Regions from separate parts of the Zea mays genome. Here all the other regions are linked to region 2. A link is a contact called in public Hi-C data. All regions are on one chromosome and are shown on one strand. Each heading gives the region's core, a stretch centred on a gene start, on an enhancer-like site or on the middle of the called end of the contact. The rest is flanking DNA. Distances are from core to core; before and after follow the strand shown. Region 1 holds the start of LOC100274484. Region 2 holds the start of LOC100285916 (protein CYPRO4). Region 3 holds the start of LOC732831 (UDP-glucuronic acid 4-epimerase).

Region 1 (4,463 bases), core at 788-3,287, 270 kb before region 2:
TCGACACCTCACTCGTCACTACGGTCGACGTGCGTACACTGCTGTACCTGTATGCCATGTTGCTGGTCAATCAACGCGAGCGAAAAGTCCACCAACCAATATCTATGGGGTAGATCGCTAGCTATATCCACGATTCCAGCTGCTGGTGGGCCGCCGTGGGCATCATCCGCGCATGCATGAAATGCATGGCATGTTCTTGTATTGTTCGTTCTCAGCAGCTGTTCAACATGCATGCATGCGTATGTGTACGTCGACGTCTGAGTGTTCACCATGTCTCCGGTCATCATGCATGCATATCGTGATCCCTGCTGCCTTCCTCCGACCACCTGTCCGCTCGATTCGTACGTCTTCACTTTGTCATCGATCTTTTCCGGCGGCGAACGTGTGCAGCAGCCATCTCCATCGTCCGGGTCCACCACCAGTCTCCGGTCAATTAACTCCCCATACATCGGTTTATGCACGCCCAGCTAGCTAGCTTGTTTAAAGAGTAACCAAAAACTTATGTACATGCATATATATATTTGTGTCGGAGTAGCACGTACGTAGCACACACTAGTACTGTACTGTACATATATATACGGCACGCACACATGACCTTCGCCTCATGATCTCTCTCAGTGCTACAGAATGAAGAAACAAACAGGAAGAGAGCTGCTAGCAGCACGTATGCAAGAGGAGAATAAAGGAAGAGAGGGCCGGGGAAAAGCTCTCCATTCCGTCATGATGCATGTCTTATATTATATCCATGAACGATGGACGGTCTTGATCACATTTCAGTACGTATATATATGTGTAGTAGTTCGAATTCCCCTCACTACTGCTGCTTCAGCACTGCAAAACACCGCGAGAACACAACAAGCAGTTAGTAAAATGTAATAAACAAATTTGGAACCAACCTAATAACCGCAGAAATTTAATTTAAAATGAGCGACAGGAGTATACGTAGTGGGCCGGCGAAAATGAAAACAAGCTGAGGACTTACAATTAAGGGTTGTTGTTGGCGTGGCCTGGAGGCTGGAGCGTCCTCAACAGGAGCTGCATGGCGTCGACCTGAGCTCTGAGCGACACGGCGTAGTCTAGGGTCTCACCAAGCAGCGTGCACTCGTCCGCCATCCCTCGCCCTCCCGGCACCATCCTCCTCAGCGCCCCGGCCCGCGCCCGCCGCCTCGCCACGACCCGCGCGACAGCGCCAGCGGACCAGGCCGTAGTGGCTCCGCTCTTGGGCCTGGCCCGGACCCGGAGCCTCCGCCGCCTCGGGACGGTCTTCCTGCAGCCGGCTGCTGCCACCGCCGCCGCCGTCCCGCACGGCAAGCACGTCTGATGGCCCGAAGGCCGTGCATCGGCGCCGGCGACAAGCAGGTGGGGCGCGTCGTCGTCGTGCCAGTGCCACCGGCCATGCTGCTGCGACTGCGACTGCGACGAGAGCTCCGCCGCCAAAGCCCGGCTCCAGCGCGGCGCGGCGCCCCGTGCGGCGGCGAGGGCGGCGTCGGCGGCGTGCCTGACGGCGTCCCTCCTCTCGCGCAGGCTCATGGCACTGGACCACGACGGCGACGCAGCGCCGTCCTTGTTGCTGAGCCGTAGGAGCAGGTTCCTGAGGATGGCGTGCCTGAACTTGTTGGACGACCCTGCAGTACTCGTGCCGCCTACTAGTACTGCTAGGCTGCAGCCGCTGCTTGGCGGCGGTGAAGGAGACATGTGGAAGAAGATGCAATTGCAAGCACGACGACGACGCTGGGTGTGGGCTTCTTAATTTAGCTTGGCCACCGTACCGTATCAATGGAACGAGGATGGAATGAATCCAAGGGCTGACGATGATCGATCAGAACCCGGGTGCTAATTTGCCGGGTAATCGCATACGGGCGCCGGTCTGGTAATGGTGGTACGGTGGTGCTTTAGTAGTTGTGGATCCGATCGAAGAGGACAGATATTTGTTTGTGAGCGCGCTGAGCTGAGCTGAGAGCTAGAGAAAGCAGGGAGCAAAAGAAGAAGAAGAAGGAGGAAAAGATAATGGAAGGTTGTTAGCAAGATGATCACAGACACACATATGGCAATGCGAAGGACCCGGACGGAGCAGCCTAGCTATATATGGCGTTCATTGGCTGGGCTGGGCCCTAAACCGCTAAACGGCGAGAGGGGAGGAGACAGTGCACATGCAGGCACATGGGAGAGGTCAAGGCCCAGGTCCACTATATGCATGCCTGGCTATGCATCTTGTCCTGCGATTGCAACAATAAGCTCGCCTTCATTGAACGGATTTTAATATGTGTATACGGTATACCCGGGGTACGTACGTGTATTGCGAATGTACGACGCGTACTTGACGACTCTCATGCAACGTCCTCGAAAAGGATTAGGGAGGGAGAGGCCCCATCGGCCACATGCATGGTCTGTATGCTCACGAAGGGCTTACGTGAACAGCACACCGTACCCGAGAGTTGACAATATCATAGTGTCATTTTATCTTAGTTTTGGGGGGACTGATGCTTGTTTTTAATTTGTTGCATGGTATATATCAGCGTACATTTGAGTTTCAGCGTACGTACGCTGTTCTGACATATACTATATGCTAGTTCCGTGACGATGACGCTGGCCGGGTATCATCAGTAGGCCGGTCACACTCATCATAGCCCTTAATTAGCGGGACAGGTTGCTTATCCCCCTCGCCCAATATATTATGAGTGCATTTGGTGGTGGCATGCATGTGACACTGCATATGCATGCGCGCGGTAGTAAATAAATAATTGCTCGTTTGCACGCTACTAATCATCCTTTGTCGTCGTTTCTTATGAAGGAGCGAGCACAGTTTGTATTGTTCATTCACATGCAATGCACTGCTTGCCCGCCCTTCATTTCCCCCCCTATTCTATTCGCTCGCATGCAGTGCAGCTATAGCTCGCCAGCAAGCAGTGCAGACAAAAACCAAAACAAAGCGAGAATCCGAGATCAGTAGTAGTAGAAGCCAGCAAGCAGTGCGCACGCAGTCACTGTACACAGCCAGCAACCACGTTGGGGTGCGAGGGCGGGCGGAAGCTTGCGCATGTGCCGTGTTCCTGTCGCGCGGACCGGGTCGGGCCCCTGCTGCAGCTGGAGCAGCTCCATACGGATCCATCCATCGTGCTCGTGCGTGCATGATGCACAGGGCCGCACAGCCCAGCCGCTCGGCTTTATACCTCGTTTTCGCTCGAAAGCGATGCGTCGCGTGCGCGCACGGCACAGCAGATAGAGAAGCAGCTTTATGTGGTAGCAACTGCTAGCAAGTTCAGGTACTAGCTACGTACTGTTCTTGAAGCGGAGCTGAATGGAAGCTATTCGACCGCAGCATGGGCATGGCCGGGTAAACGACGATGCGACGCATACACGTGCTGTCGTCGGTCCACCACATACAGTAGCACACGACGACGACGACGACGCTAGCTAGCAGCAGCCTAGCACGGGACGGAACCAGCTAGGCGCAACGCAACTGAACCACGGAGGCCCACTTGCCAGCCCAACGTGGCCATTGCACGCGAGGAGAGAAGCCGACAGGGACGTAGGCGATGATGGAAAATTGCGTAGTATTCTAAAACCAGATTCTAAATAGAGGCAAAATTCATATATATTCAATCACAGCACTTATGCGCAAAGGAAAATTGGAAGAGAATTTCGAGACCGGGGGGAAACCTGAACACGAATAGGTCGTAAACTAGCCATGCTCTATCTCCTGTTACTTTATCTATTTAGGTATGAGAATGACCGTAGCTATATAATTTAGTCTATAACTTCTTAAATTAGCAATGTGGGACTAAAATCCAACAGTCACTTTACTTTGGAATTTAAACAGAATGCAATGGACGGCTCAAATGGGCCCAAATTCCAACAGGCGCGATGCACTGTGCAGTGTGCACGCACGCACGCACGCATGGGGCCGCGCCGAACCAGACGGCACCCGCCCTGGGCCCCGCAGCAGCAGCAGGGCAACAGAGGTAGCCATTCTCAGGATCCATCTTGTCACGCGATGGACGGACGGCCAGCTGCATCGGCTCGGCTCACAGACATGCACGTTGGCCTTGCCTGCGCGTGCGCAGCGCGCACGTAGTCGTAGGCCCCGTCCCTGTGCCTGTCCTTTCACCTCAGCTATAGCTATAGCTACTATTAGCGGCCGGCCAGGATGGATGGATGCGTGGTCGATCCGTCGATGGAAGAAGGGGTACGAACGGGTATGGTCGCGCTCGCGCGGAGGAGCACCTGTCACATCCATGCCCCGCGCGCATGCACGACGTGAAGGTGCCGATCCCTGTCACATGCATGTAAAAAAGTATCATTGTCTGTCATACTAATTAAGTATCGTTAGATCTGTCATACAATGTCATTTTTTACAATAATAATACGGCATACATCAGTGTACAAACTCAAGTAAACTTGAACCAGTCTTAACTTCTTGCGAACTGGACGCGTACTCCAGTAATATGCATGCCATAGGACTA
Region 2 (4,131 bases), core at 1,404-3,903:
TCCGTTACCTGATGAAATGAAACCAATTGAATGCAGAGGAACTGGCATCAGAACAAATTCTGATCTGTACCGAAGCATCAAGGAACATAAAATTCATAGGAAGCCAGTTTACTAGCAACGGTCACTATAAAGCAAAGTTTTGAAATGCAAACGCAGATGAGCGCACTTGGCTGTAGTGTTGAACTCAACTGCAAGGTTTACCATCACAGGCAATTAGAAGTGTTCAAGGTTTACAGGCAAATGATCACCAATAACGAAGTAATGATCACTACTACATAGAATTTTTGCAATGCAAATGCCCACGTCACAGCACTAGCAATGGAATGCACATGACTGCACTCGGATAGTGTTGTACCCAACTGTTGCAACATTACTATGCAATAAATTTGAACCGCAAATTACCCTTGCAGGCAATAAGAAGTGTCCAAGGTGGGATATTTTTTTAGAAGTGGTCTTTAAGCAAGGTTATTTTCGCCTTCTGAGTTGTTGAGACTGCTCCTCAAGGTTTAAGTACAACAACTATAACATGATTCTACAAATGTCCTTGTAGGAACATAATTACCGCCTCCTACTACACACCGGTACTTCTTACTAGGTGCAGAGATCATGCTGTTAAAAATGAGGACAAAACAATCACTTCATACTAGTTGTTACCACTTCGAGATAAAACAAATCACTTCGAGTAGGCACGTTCATATGCATAGAGAAAAGGGTGAACAAGTTCTCTCCTCTATACAAATCACTGGCATTTAATTGGTACAGAGTTACTTGTTGTGAGAATAATTCCATTACATCTATACAAATCACTTGCATAAATTAGTTAGTGCAACAACGAACTGTTACTATGACCAGGACAAGATAAATCCAGATAATTCATTTATCATGCATATCTAGATTAGCATTCTATTTAATTTTACTAGATTAGCAACATGGGCATCTATTATTATGTGCTCAGAACAGTAGATTTGAACTTACCCATGAGAATTGCCCGCCGTGGAATTTGTTGTCGGTCCCGGCTAAAACTGAATCAAGTGGAGTGAGCTTCAGAAGCCTTGGTGCAGCAATCCTATTCCCCATTCGGCCACTAAACCCAGTCTTTTCTTTCCCATCTTTGTCCTTGAAGATAGTGCATATCAAGATCAAGTATGTGTCAGTTGTTCCCAGAATCCATTTCCCATCATAAGTAACATCTACATGTGTAATCGGGGACCCAAGGCCTGGGAATGCTGTCTTCGCCATACGCATCGAGCTCTTAGAATAGAGTCTGATCTTGCCATCCACAGAACCAACAACGATTGAACCATCCCCAGTACTTGCAAAGCACTGGAAATTGGTGCCCCGCGAGAACTGATGACCCTGTGACCAGTTCAGCACTGGTGAGTCTGATGAGCTACCGATTGTCTGCACCCGGCCTCTGGCGTCGCGCATATCCCATCTACACAACCTGTTGTCATCCAGGCCCAAGAATGTCGACCCGGAGGGTTCCAACTGCGCTCCCTTGCTGTCATTGGCAATGTCTCGCATTGTGATATCAGCTCCATCCTTCTCAAACCGCCATTCTGCGACAACCTTCCCAGTCTCAACGTCAACATGGTGAACACCATTGGAATGCAGAGCCTCTCCTGGGCTCATCAGTAGCATGTTAGTCTCGCCGCGCATCAGCAGTGCCTTCTTCGGCGTCGAATAAGCGCTCCCACTGCCGCCACGGCCTCCCGAGATCTTCACCGACGCGCCCTTCCCGTGCAAGCCGTGGCGGAAGTTCTTGACCACCTGTATCCCGGCGCCGCCGACTAAGAAGCTGTTGTCAAGCGCCCCAAGCGCGAGGCTCTGGATGCTGTCGCCGTCGCCGGCCTCCTCCTCGAACTCCTTAAGCAGGTCCTTCCCTGGTGCTGCGGCGGGAGGGGTGAGGCTTTCCTCCGCGTCGGCCCAAACAGTGTCGTCGGCCTCGGCAGGCCGCGCCCACGCGGCGAAGTCGGCGCCGAACACCTCCTTCCGCCCTTCGTCCGTGGCCTCCACTCCGTACGTGTTCTCGAAAAGACAGCGCTCGTACTCCACCCTGAACCGGCGCAATTCGGCGTCGGTGGGTAGTCGCAGAGCCCATACGGACCCGCTCGCGGCGAAGTCCGCCCGGCGCTGCGCGGGGATCGTCTTCAGCTGGAGCGCCGAGTCCACGGGCGCGGAGACCCGCGGCCCCGGCCCAACCTCTAGGAACCACCTGGGGGAGGAGGCGTCGTCGCTCGACTGGTCGACGAATGCGTAGGTCGCGCGGCGCTCGGCGGGCACCCAGCGCGCGGAAGGCGAGGCCCCGCCGACGTGGAGGTAGAGCTTGGCGGCGGTAGGTCTCTGGTACTTGAGATCCAGCGACCTGAGCTTGGCGTCGATGGCCTCAAGCGAGGAAGGTGTGGCGGTGCGGAGGAGGTCGTCGTCGCGCTGCCCCGCGCTCGCTGCGGCCTCCGCGATGGGTGATCGGGCGTCATAGTCGTCCTCGAATTCCTCCTCTTCGTCGGAGGAGGTGAGATCGACGTCCTCGCGGCTGTGGGAGCCGCCCATGACGGTTGCGGTGGAGGGGAATTTAACTCCGGAATTGCGAGCCGGCGATCCGGGGCGCGGTGCGGGAAAGGAGATCGTGAATTGGTGATGGAGGCGGGGAAAGTGAGGTCGGAGCGGCGGGGAGCGTGTATTTGTACGCTGCGGGCCGGGGATTGCTGATGAGGGCAGGGGATGGTCGGTGCGTGTGGCGGACGCGACGCGCTCCACGCGCCGGGGACGGCGAGGCCGAGCAGGTTCCTTCGTGAAGGGGGCGAACTACGATGATTGGTGTTGAGTTTGATGAGAGAGAGGTGACTAGGAAAGCCCATAGTGGGTGTTGGGCCCGGACTTGGAGAAAGCAGGGTTGCTAATGGGCATATGGCCCGAGGAGCCAAAAGGCCCACGCGAGTGTACGACTCAACTCACACAATCAGCCCCATATATGGCCCGGCCTCCTACTCCTACGGTCCCACCCGGTCTCCAGAACAGACAACCCGTCCTTCTCCTTCCCATCGGCTCCACACAACCAGAAGGTTCTTCGCTTCACTCTGCCCTGCGCCGCCGCCAACGCTGCAGCCGCAGTTGCCGCAGGCGGGAACTTGGACGTGCTACTCGCGACTGCTCTCATCTGTTCCCGCGTAGGTAACAACAAAGCTCTCTGATCCAGTCTCATGTCTGATTCCGCATCTGTGTTAGTCTCTCCAAGCTTTTGGAACCCTAGAAGCGTAACTGGTTGTTGTCGACGCCATCTCCTCATGAGCTGGTCGCGCGCAATCCGCGTGCCCCTTCTGTTTGAGTCGTCATACTGTGCCCATCTCGTGATTGGATTGGAGTTGTTGCGAATCCGTATCGAATCCGCTTGACGTTCTTTAGTATTCTTATATCATCCGATTTATCATGCAATGACCTGTTCTCCTGTTCGTTTGGGTCAATAGAGGTACCTCCTTGGTTTAGGGAATGAGGATCTGATCTAACTTTGCTGGCAAGGGTCGGTAATTGTTTAGACTTCCAAATATGATTCTGACCACTCTGTTGTAAATTTGCTGCTGTAGCAGCAAAACATCGGCTGGTACTAATTTTTGTTTAGAACATTGTTGGATTCCGAATCTGGTCGGCTACTCATTACCAGGATTTGTGGCAGGTGGTGTCTGTGATGTTCTGTGAGACATGTCTTGATTTCGGATACCCACCTGTTTTGATTTATGATACTCATCCCTTACTCTTAGCACCTTTTGGACATGAAAATTGTTTACAATGTGTTTTTTTTGGTTAATTGTTTGGGGGTGCTAATTTGACTTAACTCTATTTGTGCCTCTTCTGACTAAGTTCAGGATTCGTTCACAATGGCCCGTGTGTATGTCGGCAACTTGGATGCACGCGTGACTTCCGGGGAACTCGAAGATGAGTTCCGTGTGTTTGGAGTTCTGCGAAGGTCACTCACTTCTGTCAAACTTATCCCGGTTTTGTAGAAACTTCTTTTTGTAGTTTTTTCCATGTTTTCCCTTGAGCCTTGAAGGCTTGGCAAGCCAATGTAAGAACCTTGTCATTCATATGGTGATGAAACTCAAGAGAATAGCTTTATATTGTTTTATTGATTTATTT
Region 3 (4,451 bases), core at 643-3,142, 340 kb before region 2:
TCTCCATTCAGACTCAACAGACATATGGGTCCCACGGAGCAACAAAGCTGCAGATGGCCCACCGGCAGTGCAGAGGGACCGAGCGAGGCGGGAGCCAGCTGGCGACCACTTCGCGCGGTTCGAGGTACCTCACGCCACCACGCTGGCAGTCGCAGGCCGCTTATCTTATCCACGACGGCGAGGCCCACGTTGCCGCGGGCTATTTGCACGAGGACTGCCACGACCGGACCGGACCGGACCGCCGATTTCTTCTCCCTCGTCTCCGGCGGTTACTCTGACAGTCTGACGGCGCAATGAACAGCGCGACTTTAGAATTGCAGTTTGATTAATGGAGAACGGCCAATTTACACAGAGAGAAAGAAGACGGAGGAAGGAAAAAGGAAAAAAAAAAGACTGCTCTCCATTGCTTTCTTCCTCCAGACCTCTCCACACCAAGCGAAGGATTTTTCTTCGACGAACATCCTAACATAACATATTTCCACCAACCAACAAAATCCAATGTCAATGTCCGACCTAGCATGGTGGCCACGGCCGGGCCAAAGCAGGAAAAGGAGAAAGAATTAGCACGGATCAATGTCGCGAGTTCTTGGATCCTCCCCTGGTGTAGCCGTAATAGGACAGGTACCACTTGACAAACTTCTTGAGGCCGACGTCCAGGTTGGTGGTGGGTTTGTACCCGAGCTGCTCCCTGGCTAGGGAGATGTTGGCGTGCGTGAAGGGCACGTCGCCGTTGCCGGGCATCTCGACCACGTTCTTCTTGGCCTTGACGCGGAGGTGCTTCTCCAGGATGGACACCAGGTTGGGCACCGTAACGGGAGAGGTGTTGCCGAGGTTGAAGATCCTGTAGGGCGCCGGCCCGCGCTTCTTGCCGCCGGTGCCGGTGCTCTTGCCGGCCGTTTCCAGGGAGGCGAGGCAGCCCTTGACAATATCGTCGATGTAGGTGAAGTCGCGGGCCAGGTCCACGTGGTCCTTGCCGCGGTAAACCGTGATGGGCTTCCCCTGAAGGATGTTGCGGGTGAAGGAGAAGTAGGCCATGTCGGGGCGGCCCCAGGGCCCGTACACGGTGAAGAAGCGGAGGCCGGTGATGGAGAGTCCGTAGATGTGGTTGTACGTGTGCGTGATCTCCTCGCCGGCCTTCTTGGTGGCCGCGTAGAGTGAGGCCGGCTGGTCGGTGCGGTCGCGCTCCGAGAAGGGGACCTTGTCGTTGAGGCCGTAGACGGAGGAGGAGGAGGCCCAGACGATGGCCGGCTGCGGGTCGGCGTCCTTGCAGGCCTCGAGGAGCGTGACGAGGCCGGCGACGTTGGAGTGCACGTACGACGCCGGGTTCTCCATGGCGTAGCGCACGCCGGCCTGCGCGGCGAGGTGGAGCACGTGGGTGAAGGGCACGACATCGAAGAGCTTGGCCAGGAGGCGGCCGTCGTTGATGTCGCCCTCGACGACGAACACCCCGTGGGAGGCGAGCAGCGCCCTGCGCGCCTTCTTCAGCGACGGGTCGTAGTAGGCGTTGAAGTTGTCGACGCCGACCACGCCGTCGCCGCGCCTGCGGAGGGCGAGGGAGCAGTGGGTGCCCACGAAGCCCGCGGCGCCCGTGACGAGCACCGACATCCCGGCCCCGGCGGCTGACCCGGGGGGCCGCCTCGGCACGGCGGACGCGCGGATCTGCCTCTCCCAGTGCAGGCCGCCCCAGGAGGCGGCGAAGTACTTGGAGGAGGTGTCGACGAAGGACTGGAAGCTGAGGTAGGACGCCGTCATGGCGACGAGGAACAGCGCCCACAGGAACATGGTGCTGGTGGACGCGAAGCAGCGGTGGAGCTGCCGGTTCATGGCGCCCGCCCGCTCGATCTTCACCTTGCCCGGGGTGGAGGGGAAGAGGTCCTCCTCCAGCACCCGCATCTTCAACGCCGCCGTCTTGCCGTGCGACAGACGCAGCGCAACCCGATGAACGCCTCTCCCTCCTTCTCCTCGTCGCGGATTCTGCTTCCTCGACGCAACGCAAGAACCACAAAAGACGGCGCCGCGGGGCAGAGCCGGAGACGCAAGGGACCACCAACCCGCGCCGCGCTGGTCGGACTCCGGCTCTCCTCCTCCCTTCGACTGATTCGCTGGCCGATTGGTTGATTATTCCTTGCTCTCCCTGGACGGATGGATGTATCGACCGCCGGAATGGTGGATAGGTTTCCTTGGGACTTGGGAGGGCGGAGAGCGTGCGCGCCGCGAGGGAGGAGAGGATGAAGAGGAAAGGGGGGGCAGGAGCTTGATGCGCGCCTGCCGACAGCGACGGGGCGGGGATATAAATAGGGGAGCGGGGCCGACAGCGACGGGAGCGCGTGAACGCGGTGGCGGCGCAGAGGGTGCCGCCGCAGGTGACGAGGAGGCCAGGGAGGTGGCCGCGGCGGACGGGCGCACGGCGGCCCGGGATTGGGAGGCGATCGGGTCCGGGCGGCGGGCGGCGCCTATTTTGGTGGTCGGACGCGCTGGGATGAGATGGATGGGCGCTGGGCGAACGGCCGGACGCGCTAAAAATTTTGTGATCCAGGCTCATCCCATTTATTGGCGTTTTTGCGCGTGGACGTTAATGTGATTTGTTGTCAGTCGTCTCGTCTGGGAGATGAGTCTTTTCCCGGTTTAGAAGCTTCCATGTTCAGATTGTCGATCTGGAGACGTGGTAAAAGAAAATCAAATTTGCCTCCAAGTTTAATCAGATGTGAATGAAAAGAAAACGGTTGCTATCCAATCCAAATAGTCAATTATTGACTTTGAGGCGCCGTTTGTTTCAACTTTTTCCAACTTCTGACCACTAGAAGCTACTATAGACTGCCAAATGGCTAACTTTTAAGCGTTTCTATAAAAATTACTTTGCTCAAAACCATCCAAACAACGTTAACACAAAATCGGTCGAGCCGTTGCGATAGTAGTAAACCGTCAATTTCTACATTCTGAACCCTACGAACTCTTTTATCTTTCTTCACACGTAATCTTCATCGTACTCAGATTCTCTCTACAATCAGATTCTCATAAAAGTTCCTGAGAAAAAAAACTGAACCAAACACTCTAAATAAAGAAAGACGTAATACTCTCTCATAAGATCAACCCCAATGAGGAGTAGCCATTTGCAATTTTGTCACTATCATTTGTGGGCGTCAGTATGCCATCGGGCCCAAAAATCATATATAATAGTTCCACCAGTCATAAACACGAGATGACATAATATCAGAGAGCCAAAATTAAGAGTGACAAAATAACAAATTTCTCAACAGTGAGTAGAGTTCGATTATAAGTAGGGATGAAAGTGGTAACCCGGGCTGTTATGACAATTTAATATTTTAAAATAGATATTATAAAATTTGTTGATCTTTTATTATGTTACCAAGCACATTATTACAAATAAAAATAAAATATTGCATAAATTGTTTTATGTATTGTTTGCCCCCTACAACAAAACAATGAAAAATTATCAAATTTGTTTCCGAATCCATACCGACTTTTATATATTTTATTTGAGAAAATATATGATGAATTTGAGTGTTACCTTTTATGATTTTTAGAAGTTCAATATTAAAAACAAGAATACAAATTTGTATAGTAGATTCTATATCATATTTATTCGTAACTAAAGAAAATTGACCAAAAATTGATTACCGAATAAATATCGTTTCCGACCGTTTTCAACCCTAAATATAAGTACGAGAATAAATAAGTTGCTGAAAATAGCCTCACATGATGCACACAGAAGACATCTCTCCCACGTCCAATGTTTCTCTGAGACGCGTCTTCCAACAGAGCATGTAAACTGGCTATGCACTTTGTATGTCTTGGCCTAGGAGAGGCCAAGATGCCTAAGACTATCTGCAGCGGTTCCCTCTAAATTTCTCCCTCTATATCACTTTTTTTACATCACATCATCAACAGTTTATCTCCTACTTTTTTATCTCCCGCATCGATTTCCTCTAAATACTCCCCCTATACCCCACTTGTCGGGGACCATAATTAGGGGTACCCTCAAGACTCCTAAATCTCAGCTGGTAACCCCCATCAGCACAAAGCTGCAAAGGCCTGATGGGTGCGACTAAGTCAGGGATCGGTCCATTCGAGGGACGCGATCACGCCTCGCCCGAGCCCAGCCTAGGGCAAGGGCAGCCGACCCCGGAGGATCTACGTCTCGCCCGAGGCCCCCCTCCAGCAACGGACACACCTTCGGCTCGCCCGAGGCCCAGTCTTCACCAAGAAGCAACCTTGGCCAAATCGCCACGCCAACCGACCAAATCGCAGGGGCATTTAATGCAAAGGTGGCCTGACACCTTTACCCTAACGCACGCCCTCCAGTCGACAGAGCCGAAGTGACCGCAGTCACTTCGCCGCTCCACTGACCGGTCTAACAAGAGGACAGCGCCGCCTGCGCCGCTCTGACTGTTGTGCCACTCGACAGAGTGAGGCTGACAGCAGCCAAGTCC

Evidence for each region. A called contact is a pair of places that touch in the nucleus more often than the background predicts.
Region 1: a Hi-C map of tassel shows a contact between it and region 2, with 2.7 times the contacts expected there. The contact joins the promoter of LOC100274484 here to the promoter of LOC100285916 in region 2. A contact is called at or near these places in 2 of 25 Hi-C or Micro-C datasets (leaf and tassel).
Region 3: a contact with region 2 is called in a Hi-C map of leaf, with 7 times the contacts expected there. The contact joins the promoter of LOC732831 here to the promoter of LOC100285916 in region 2. A contact is called at or near these places in 3 of 25 Hi-C or Micro-C datasets (endosperm, leaf and leaf mesophyll).

The regions. Positions count from the first base shown.
Region 1 is chr4:179,934,493-179,938,955 of Zm-B73-REFERENCE-NAM-5.0, forward strand. LOC100274484 reads right to left here and starts at 2,038. Exons shown (of 2, transcript NM_001148843.1): 1 at 983-2,038; 2 at 483-831. The coding sequence starts at 1,695. The coding sequence ends at 985.
Region 2 is chr4:180,206,413-180,210,543 of Zm-B73-REFERENCE-NAM-5.0, forward strand. It overlaps LOC100285916 (protein CYPRO4), which reads right to left and starts at 2,654. Exons shown (of 2, transcript NM_001367228.1): 1 at 976-2,654; 2 at 1-8. The coding sequence starts at 2,550. It overlaps LOC100280612, which reads left to right and starts at 2,998. Exons shown (of 6, transcript NR_176461.1): 1 at 2,998-3,171.
Region 3 is chr4:179,869,650-179,874,100 of Zm-B73-REFERENCE-NAM-5.0, forward strand. LOC732831 (UDP-glucuronic acid 4-epimerase) reads right to left here and starts at 1,893. Exons shown (of 1, transcript NM_001112441.1): 1 at 571-1,893. The coding sequence starts at 1,893. The coding sequence ends at 571.